Linked DNA regions of Zea mays: region 2 is linked to region 1. A link is a contact called in public Hi-C data. All regions are on one chromosome and are shown on one strand. Each heading gives the region's core, a stretch centred on a gene start, on an enhancer-like site or on the middle of the called end of the contact. The rest is flanking DNA. Distances are from core to core; before and after follow the strand shown.

Region 1 (4,995 bases), core at 965-3,464:
TCTCATATGATTTATAATAATATATAAATATATTAACTTAATTAGTTTGTGTCTAAATTATGATTATTAGAATGGAATTCAATTCCAACGAAACGGACGGGATCATAATTTAGACACAAACTAATTAAATTAATATATTTGTATAATATCATAAATCATATGAGAGAGATAGTTATACACTATACTTATACCGTAAAGAATACATTAGAAAAATAGCATGTGAATTTATATAATTAATTTGTAGTATGAGCTCATGAATTTAAGATATGCTTATATATAAACTTTGGAAAGTTATAGAATATTAGAGCAACTCCAAGAGACTAGGTATATGGTTTGTAAAGGTAAATTTAGTTAATATTAGAAGAAAAGTGTATTCAATAAACTCTATAAACAACTCTTCAAATTTAGTGGCTCTCTATACTTCCACCTTCGCTCTCTATTTTTTGATAGTCTGCTTCACTCTGTATTCAGTCCATAGGTTTACCGAGTCTGTTGGATTAGTCTACACTTTTTCTGTAAAATCTATTTTAAAGAGTAGCTAAATCAGTAAATTTAGCTAGTCTTTTTAGCTAATCTCTTGAAGTTGCTTCTAAAAAAATAGACTACTCTATTAGTTAGATTTCAGAACAAACGGGCATTAGACTCTATGTGTTACAGGTTGGGAGGTCGAAATCTTTGCGCGAAAGATTATTTAAACTGGAGGACATGAAAGTGAGACTGTTTGTTCAAGAAGAGGTATGGATAGTACTGTATCGTGTACGATGATTGCCTCCTCCTACCACCTATCGAAAAGATCTGGAGCTGTACCTTTCATGCATTAAGTCGTGTATGATGACTACTGCATTTACTGGAACAGGGACGCCCTCTACGGCTGACAACAACTTCTGGAGGAGGAGGGAGGACACGGCGTCTCTGATGGAGCTTGGAATTGGCTCGGGCGGCGCAACCATTGCTGTGGACTAAAAGAGCTCGCCAGTCGTCTTCACTCTTCAGAGAAGTCGGCAACTTTAAGGCCCTGTTTGATTGCAAAGTATTTAAATACTATAGTTTTAGAATACTATGGTTATGGTTTGAAGTTGTACGTGACAAAAATACTATGATTTTGCTATACTCTGTTCTTAGTCTTTGAAGAGAAGAGAGCTGATGACGCTCTTCCTTGTCCTGCATATTTCTTTCCATGGAAATATATGCATGTAATGATGTTGGCATGCAAAAACTTCTTTCAATTCTTTCTAAGTTAAGATATGTTTATTATAAATTTACAAAGATTGGTTCAGATTTAATTTTTTACTGAAAAAATTATCAAAATTGTTAACAAATAAATACGATAATTTTCAGAAACGGTCGAAACATACCTAAACCGTTTTTGTTTTCTGAATTTTTCTACCGATTTTGTCTCGTAATTTTTTTTTGTTTAGCATTCACTTTTAGTAAAATTTCGAAAACAATAGAAAAGGTGCGTTTGGTATCATTTTTGAACCTGCTTCTGCTTTAAAAGGTAGAAACTAAACTAAAGAGGTTTTCTGTATTATAAATCTAAAAACCGCTTGGACCTTGCTTTAACTGCTTGTCTAATTCGTTATATTAATAAGCAGATGCAATAAATATAAACTAAAATAGAATTAAAAATAATTAAGTGTTACAATAAATAAAACAAAATATTTTTAATAAAAAACATTAAAAATAGAATTGCAAAATCGATTTATTTATAAAAATATAAGGAAAACAAATGTGAAATATGTTTTTAATTAGATATGCTGATATGCTTTTAAATATGTGAGATATAGTTAAATAAATTGTATACACTCAATATACAGTTTGTTTTACTTGTACAACCGTTTGAATCAAATGTTTTTTTAAAACTTTTTCCTTAACTTTTTACAGCAATTTTTTCACATCTCAAACTAAATCAAACGCACACAAAGTCGCCATCGTACGAAGACTGTTTGAAAAGTTACACTTACACGTGTCGCCCGTCGGTTGTCGAAGCAAGCAAAAAGGATGGCCGGTGGTGGCGTCCAAAGTCCAAAGCCAGTTTTTTATTTATTTCTTTCTTTTTTTTACTAACCAGAGAGGGAATCAGTTTGGCTGCAGCTGCACGGATTTGGCGGTTTGCACCCCACCCGACGTTGCTTTGCCCGCAACCTCTGCTTGCCACGACCACGACCCACGATGCAGTGCAGTGGGGCAGCCAGATCCAGTTCCTGGGCGTCCTCCTCCTCCTCCATTCCGGCCCTCTCGCCCGTCCGTCTCCTGCCCCCGTCCCTGGTCGGACCACGAGAGCCCCGGACTGCGTTCACCTCTGCCTTTTGTTCACCCCTCTTGTCTCGTGCGTGCGACAACAACTGGGCGACCGCCGCCGCCGCCCTACGCCAGGTGCGCAGGTCTTCGTCGGATCCTTCGCCGGCGAGGCGACGAGCACCCACCAGGCATGCGCACCCCCTTCTCTCTCTCTCTCTCTCTCTCTCTTCCTTTTCTGCTATTTGGCTATCTGTATTCGGATCCGAGAGCCGATTTTATTACTAATTAACTTTTTTTTTTGCAAAAAAATATATTGGTTGTGCATGTGTACTGTACACCCATGTCCTTCAACTCCACCAACAGGTGATGCCCCCGGCTTAATTGAATGGGCTCTCTTCTCACCAGGACTGGCATCCTGCCATGGCTCCAGGCCAAGATCGTTGATCCCGTGCTGCAGGTCATCAGAAGGTAGGTACCCCGACTCTTTTCCCCACCTGCTGCACTTCTTCTCCCAATTGCTTCGTTTCAGTCCATCTGCTTCCTTTTTCTTTCTTACAAGTAATAACACGGTGTATCTGCTACTAGCACCCGTCCAGTTTTACATAGCTCATTCAATTGAGGTCGTAAAGAATCTGTTGATTTTGGCATTCAGCTCGGCAGTGCCCCTGATTTTGCATGCACGTCTCCTCCATGGCTCCACCTGCTCCTTGAATGAGGTTGTTGACAACCTTCTGTTGGAATGCTGTGCAGGGGAGCAGAACCCAAGCAACTGGCCTTCTCTGCTGCCCTCGGTGTCACGATTGGGATCTTTCCGATATGTGGTAAGGAGCTCCCTAGTATGCATTTCATCGCCTCCACTTTATTGTGCAACTAAAGCGTGACCCATCTTTTCTATTCTCCCCATCATTCATTCTTACTCTGTCAAGTTTCTAGTGGTTCAGTGTTGGTATTCTGTCTAATGTCTTCTGGTTCTTGATTCATCCCAGCTATCATGTTATTGGCTCTATGGGAGGCCAAAAAGAAACCCCCTTTTTAGCTTGGGCACACTTAAAAGTATGACATAAGTTAAAGGAACAATTGGATCTATACCATTAAAAGATCCAAACTTTAGATATATACTATGGATCCCACATGTCATTGACTCATGTGGACCCACATGTAAGTGAGATAGTAATGGTATGGATCCAAAGTGGTGATCTTTTAATGGTATGGATCCAAATTTCCCGAAGTTAAATTGACTAAGGCCTCCTTTGGAATGCGGGAACTTTTCCCCTTTTCTGTGTTTTTTCTGTGAAAATGAATCGATTTCTGTGAAATTTCTGTACGATTCTTGTGAAATTCCTGTATTCCAAAGGAGGCCTAAACTTTTTTAGAACTTCAACAACAGCAGTCATGCTCAATCATGCCTGCAAAGTGCAAACCAATCCGGCAGTCATACTTAATCGCCAATCCTACATTATGTCTATGTCGCTGTGTAATGGGAAACAGTAGCCATTATATCAATTGGCGATCCAGCCATTTGTTCCTCAAAGCAGCATCACTTAACCTTGAGCATTTTGTGATTCCAGGGACCACTGTTATTCTTGGTGCTGTTGTTGTAGCAATGTTGGGAAGTCGTTGCAATGCTGTTACTCTTATGGTTCTAAATTTGGCCGCCACTCCAATTGAACTAAGGTACACACAATCAATCTCCTGGTGGCCAAAGCCCATATCTGATCACCTAGACACCTACCAATGTCTCAAGTCTCTGTGAGGTCATTGCATAAGCTTCAGGGGTGAAGCCAAACATATGGGTCTAAGGATTTTGCAGGCTCTACTAAATCTAACTGAATATATCATCAAATTCTTCCCAGCACCAATAATCTCCTTGATTTTGCTTTACAATTTCTTTTGCCCCTTCCTTTCAAAAAATTTTGCTTTACAATTCAACTGAGACATGCTTTTGAGTTTTGACATGAATAACTGACTGTACATCAGTGGTGTAGGCTTGTAATCCATCATGTTTTTAATTCTTTGGCAGCTCCATGACAAGTTTCTCATTTCACCAGATTCTTTTTTTCTGGTTTCGATATGTTTGGCTCTGCTAATTGATGACCCCCTGTTCTGCAGCTTGATCGTCCCTTTCTTGCGTTTGGGTGAAGCCGTCACTGGCAGCGGGCACTTCCCCTTGACAGCCGACGCATTGAAGAATGTTCTCACCGGTCATGCCTCAAAGGATGTGCTAATGAGCATCGTCCATGCGGTGAGTGAACATCCTTTCCACAAATCAGTCCTGCTCATTCATATGATAGGAGCTCTGTTCTACTCTTGCTTTGCTGGGACATTGACATAAGACTACTGCTATTGTCGACAACAGATGCTGGGTTGGCTTATTGCTGCACCAATTGTACTGGTCGTGCTGTACGCCGTTTCGTTCCCTTGTTTCAAGGTCCTGGTCAACAGGTTTGGTGGTATTCCTTCGAGCCCCAGGACCCCAATCAAAGCGGTGTAGCCAGTGCCTGGCCGGATCCTCTGCAGTTACATCCGTGGACATAGCTGCAGATGTGTCGCTGACATCCGGGGCCGGCCGTGGCGTGGCCCCAAACGTCAGTGACTCGACGTAATTGCAGAGGAAACGGTTTCAGCCAGTGAGGCATGCTGAATGCCCCTGGAATTGTGTGCACCAAGTTCTTTGTGATGCCGTCGGATTGAGATGGGTTCCGGCATCATGTTGCTCGGCCATCCCAGGCACTGGCGAATAAATATGATGACTTG
Region 2 (4,995 bases), core at 1,177-3,676, 300 kb before region 1:
CAGGCGCAGACGGTCCGCGACCTGGAACAGGGGCCTGGGTTCCCTGCCTGACGGTCGGACGGTCCGCGCCCTGGGGCCGGACGGTCCGCGCGTGCGCAGGGGGCGGCGAAGGTCGTCGGCGACGCCTGGATCTCGCTCCCGGGAGGGACCCCGTCAGGGAGGAGAGATCCTAGGTGATGTCTAGGCTCGGCAGGCCGACCTAGACTCCTCTAATCGACGTAGAGCCGAAGAGAAGCGGAGAATTTGGGGATTGGAATACTAAACTAGAGCTAAACTAGAGCTACTTCTAATGCATAAGGTAAAAACGAGAAATAGACTTGAGTTAATCGATTGTTGGGGGTTTAATCGGTCGTAGCCCTTCATCTATATAAAGGGGGAGGTCTGGATCCGCTTCAAACTGATTTCCGAGTTAATCCCGTGGTTTTAGGAAACAAATCCCGCGAGAAACTAGGAACCCTAACTGACTCTGCGCACGCGCGGACCGTCCGCGACACCACCGCGGACTGTCCGGACCGCGGACCGTCCGGCCTAAGGGTCGGACCGTCCGCGAGACACTTTTGGTCTCCAACATATGCCCCCCTGCCTTTTGGTGAAGGTTGACGAACCAAAAGCATATGAACTAAACCTGATGTAAGTCATCGGCTTTTCAACATGGAGATCATTCAATAAAGCACCAATGTATAAAGGTCGTTTCAGATTGTATTCTTCTCGGCCATGACCACTTGGTCAATGGTTCAAAAGGAATAGAATGGAGGTGCCCCCCAGTCTAGATAGACAAAGGGACTATATATATACCATAGATTCATCATCGTATCATTCCATGTTTGAATAGGATAATATACCAACGATGAGTAAACAGGTGGAAAGTACCCTGGTCTCATAGGATGAATATGCGATGCTTGTTGTGTCGCCTTTTGGGCCGTTTTGTTTACCCGTTTTGTTTTAGCAGGTGACCGAGGTTTCTTCGTTGACCGATCACGTAGAACAGTCTTCTTGCTAGAATTCTTGGAGAGCAACTGATCAAAAGTAGAGTCAGTTTTGATGAGCCGACCATATGTGCTATGCTGTTGCGTCTCTTTCCCTTTTAAGACTTTGTGTGGAGGCTGACGCCTTTGGCCATAGGCGGATTGTCCGGCAGAGTTAGCCGAACCGTCTGTCTGAGCACCGGACCGTCCGCACGTAGGTGCCATACCGTCTGTGATGCTCAGGCCAGGCTGTCGTGCTTGGCTCATTAATTGTGCTTGCCCCCCGGTGCCTCCGGACTTTTTAGCCTTATCGTCCGGAGCCTTTCGAGCAATCTCCTTTTGCAATACATTTGACGTGCGAGGATCGTCAATGATGATGTCTTTGCTTTTGCTTTTATCGGCCATTTCGGGTCGAACTAAGACCTTTTCGCATGCGACATCTATTGTATTAACAGGAAATGGCTGTGTGTCCACTTGTATTTCCTAAAAAGCTCTAAAGTTGTAGGCTCAGTCGAGAGTATTAGCATCTCCAACGGCACTAATTTCGAAGAGAAAAAAATGACGACGGGAAGAATTTAGCTTCGTGTGATTACTAAGAAAAAACAACAATATTAATTAAAATATTTGCTACGTAACATGTCAATTAGCTTTGTGTGTATATATTCTGATCTGCTATGCGTGGACAACCAACCAACCATAAATTTGTTCTGCGCCAAAGTTGCGCGTGTGTACTTTCGTTAGAGGTGACCTTCGGTTGCACAATGCTTCCCAAGTGCTTTTGTTGAAGGTGATTGCCTGTGTGTTCTGCAGTAAAGTTCCACGCGCTCCCAGCTCATCTCTTACAGTCTTATGATCAGAGCCCAAACCCTAGATGACTACTTAGACTCTGTTTGATCCTCGCGGCTAACAATTAGCCAACAAATAATTAGTTAGCAACAATTAGTAAAAGTATGTTTAGAGTCTTTGCTAATAGATGTACTTTCTCTTTACACGATCTATTCGCAATATAAATGATTAATGGATAAACAGTTTGACAACCGTTTGGCTAGCTATTTATTAGCGAGTGTTTCGAAGCCAAAATGCTAAAATTAGTCAGTAAAGTGTTTTAGGTGGGACTATAGTATAGGAGCGACCGAGCAGCATCGATGTGGTCAAAGGTAGTAGCCGCATAGAGGCATACAGACGAATGGAAATTGATCTATTTTTCTTAATCGCAAGCCTGATGGTACCCCTCGTTGTCTTTACCGGAGTGGTTTGGAGTATATTAGCTAGAGCCCAGAGTCTGGGAGTTCCGTGTGGCGTGGCGTGGGGTAGGCGAAGCAGAACAGGCGGCACAAAAAAGCGCAGGCCCGACCCCAACGCAGCGGGATCGCACGGGCACCAGAGTACCAGACCGCCACCTACCCAAGCGGCCGGCGGGGCGCTGCATGCACAGTGCAGACCATTGTTTTTTTTTTCTCCTTTTAATTTCATTTCCTCTCTTTTGACGACGGAAACGAGGCACGATCACACGCTGAACGCTTCCGCCCCGCCGCCACCTTCCCCGCTCTCCTCCCTCCGCTCGCCTCCGCTTCCGTTCCGCGCCCTGCCCCCGGAAGGCAAGCAAAGCCCTCGCTACTTGCGGAGCGTCGTTGGTCAAACCCTAGCACACGTACGAGCAGGCCAGCCCCGCCCGCTCCCATTCCCAGGCCCTCATCCATGGCGGCGCTCTCCGTGCCCCTCCACGCCGCCGCCGGATCCCGCGCCGCCGCGGCCGACCCCGTCAAGGTATACCTGCTCGTAGCCCGTGCCCTCTCCGTCTCCCGCGTGCATGCTGGGTATTTCTCGTTTCTTCGATATCGTTGGCGATTCGCTTGCTGGAGCCTGGAGCAGCGCGCTCGTGCCTCGCGCGGGTGGTTTGCGGGTTCCTTTCGCGGGTTTTCATTGCCGCGCCTAGATTTGGTTCGTATAGTCGTATCCTAGTTCGTTGGCGGTTCGGTGGAGCTCTCGACCGTGTGCTTGGCCAAATCGCAATATGTTTTCCCTGTCGCTGGCTCGCGGCCCTGTGTGTGCCCCTCGGGACGGACGGGAGGACATCAGTTTTGTGTTCCATTGATTGCGGTGTCCTCACCCCTGATGCGGTGACGTGTGATTCCTAGCACATTGCAGGCGCCCCCCACTGATGCGACTTGGCTGATTTGTTGTAGGTTCCGTGCGTGAGGAGCACTGGTTCAGCCCATTTCGGCCGCGCCTTCCCCTCCGTCGCGGTCTCCTCTTTGGCGTAAGTGGTGCTTACTTTTGAGGCCCTAGTCCGTCCCTGTCAGCCTTGTAAGTGTAGTTTCAGACATTGGTACAGTCAGTCTGTCTAACATCTTGTGAATTGAAGTGCGAGGCACATCGAGCCGATGAGAGCGATAGCTACACAGGCGCCCCCTGCCGTGCCACGTAAGTAGCTGTTGTGCCCACCAACGAAACATTTCATGTGAACCGTGCAGCCTGCGGTGGATTTATAGTTTTGTTGTCCCTTTGTTTCTGTGTAGAATATTTGAGTGGCGAGAAGACAAAGATCGGCATCAACGGTGAGTTCTTTATGTACAATCCTAGGAACTAAATTGACGTGAATGAAAACTATCATATTGTAACCTGAATGTGACAGACCATCGACCACCTTTGGCCTTGCTGGTTGATGCGTTCTGTCTTCAGGCTTGGCTGGCCTTTCTCACTAATATCTGGTGTGCATTGCAACTGCACCACATGACATGAGATGTTATGTTTTAAGGTTTTACAAAGACAGTTTTTAGTTCCTGGTTGAGTATTTGTTGCACTAGCTAACTACATTTAGCAAATAGATCATTCTTGGCTTTCTGAGTTACTTTGCAGTTTGATGCAAGTATGAACCAGGTGAACTATATCAGATTCTATTTCTGATTTGCTCTTGCCCTCTTTTCTTGTTACTATAGGCTTTGGGCGGATTGGCAGGTTGGTCCTGCGAATTGCAACTAGCAGAGACGATATTGAAGTTGTGGCTGTGAATGACCCTTTCGTTGATGCTAAGTACATGGTAAGGTAGTTAAATTATTTTTTTGTTATAATATTTGAAATTTCAGATTCTGGACGTTTCATTTAACAACAATGAGCTAATTAAGAGTTCTTTTTGCATTTTCCTTCTGGTTATTTGAAAACTGCTCTACCTGAGCAGAGGTACACAGTTACGGCCCCAACTACAACACTGGATCAATTGAAATAATTATCTTTAATCTGACACAAACCATAGTTGCTGTTATCTCATTTATGTTATGTTTCATGTGCTTTCACTATGTTGCTCAAGTATGATATGTATGTGATGGCTTTACAAAACAGCTGCTATACTGATCATTCATGATGTTTTTATTTTTTTACAAAAGCATTGTTTTCTATTTTTCCATCTACCTTACAAATTTTGTAATGCAAGTGAATGCACATTATTAACTGGAACAATGCAGCTAATGTGAATCTAGCAGATTTTTTAATTCTACTATTACATTTTTTTACTTCACTGTTGATTTAACAACTGCCTATGTCTATGCATGAGGTTTGGTATTGTTTGTGTTTCTATGTTTGTTTCTATATAATCTTCCCCTTTCCAGGCCTATATGTTCAAGTATGACTCTACTCATGGCCCGTTTAAAGGTTCTATTTGTGTTGTGGATGATTCAACCCTGGAGATCAATGGGAAGAAGGTCACAATTACAAGCAAAAGGTAATGTTGATTGAGGTCACATCAGTATCTTATTTGCCTATTGTACATGACATTGTTATATTGCAGTTGTGCTAGTAAGCTTGGATTTGGTGAATACTTGTGGGTACATACCTCGTCCTGTGCTATGGATGAATTGTGCTTGAATTACTTGTAATCACTTGATAAATTCTTATTTCAGTCTGTTTTGAAGACACAAGTCAGCACAATGTATAACTTGCAAGCTTGCCATGCAGTATGCCAAATTTCTTTGATCTGTTACAATGTTCAGTATGTAGACATACAATGTTTGTAAACATTTTACTTATGCTATTT

What was found. A called contact is a pair of places that touch in the nucleus more often than the background predicts.
Region 2: a contact with region 1 is called in a Hi-C map of leaf, with 2.8 times the contacts expected there. The contact joins the promoter of LOC100191900 here to the promoter of LOC100192698 in region 1. A contact is called at or near these places in 3 of 25 Hi-C or Micro-C datasets (bundle sheath, ear and leaf).

What each region holds. Positions count from the first base shown.
Region 1 is chr4:244,353,515-244,358,509 of Zm-B73-REFERENCE-NAM-5.0, reverse strand. It overlaps LOC100192698, which reads left to right and starts at 2,214. Exons shown (of 6, transcript NM_001137901.1): 1 at 2,214-2,429; 2 at 2,605-2,709; 3 at 2,992-3,062; 4 at 3,810-3,915; 5 at 4,351-4,483; 6 at 4,598-4,995. The coding sequence starts at 2,627. The coding sequence ends at 4,732.
Region 2 is chr4:244,655,945-244,660,939 of Zm-B73-REFERENCE-NAM-5.0, reverse strand. It overlaps LOC100191900 (glyceraldehyde-3-phosphate dehydrogenase, cytosolic), which reads left to right and starts at 2,426. Exons shown (of 14, transcript NM_001137324.1): 1 at 2,426-2,732; 2 at 3,152-3,225; 3 at 3,331-3,389; 4 at 3,485-3,523; 5 at 3,905-4,005; 6 at 4,571-4,683. The coding sequence starts at 2,664.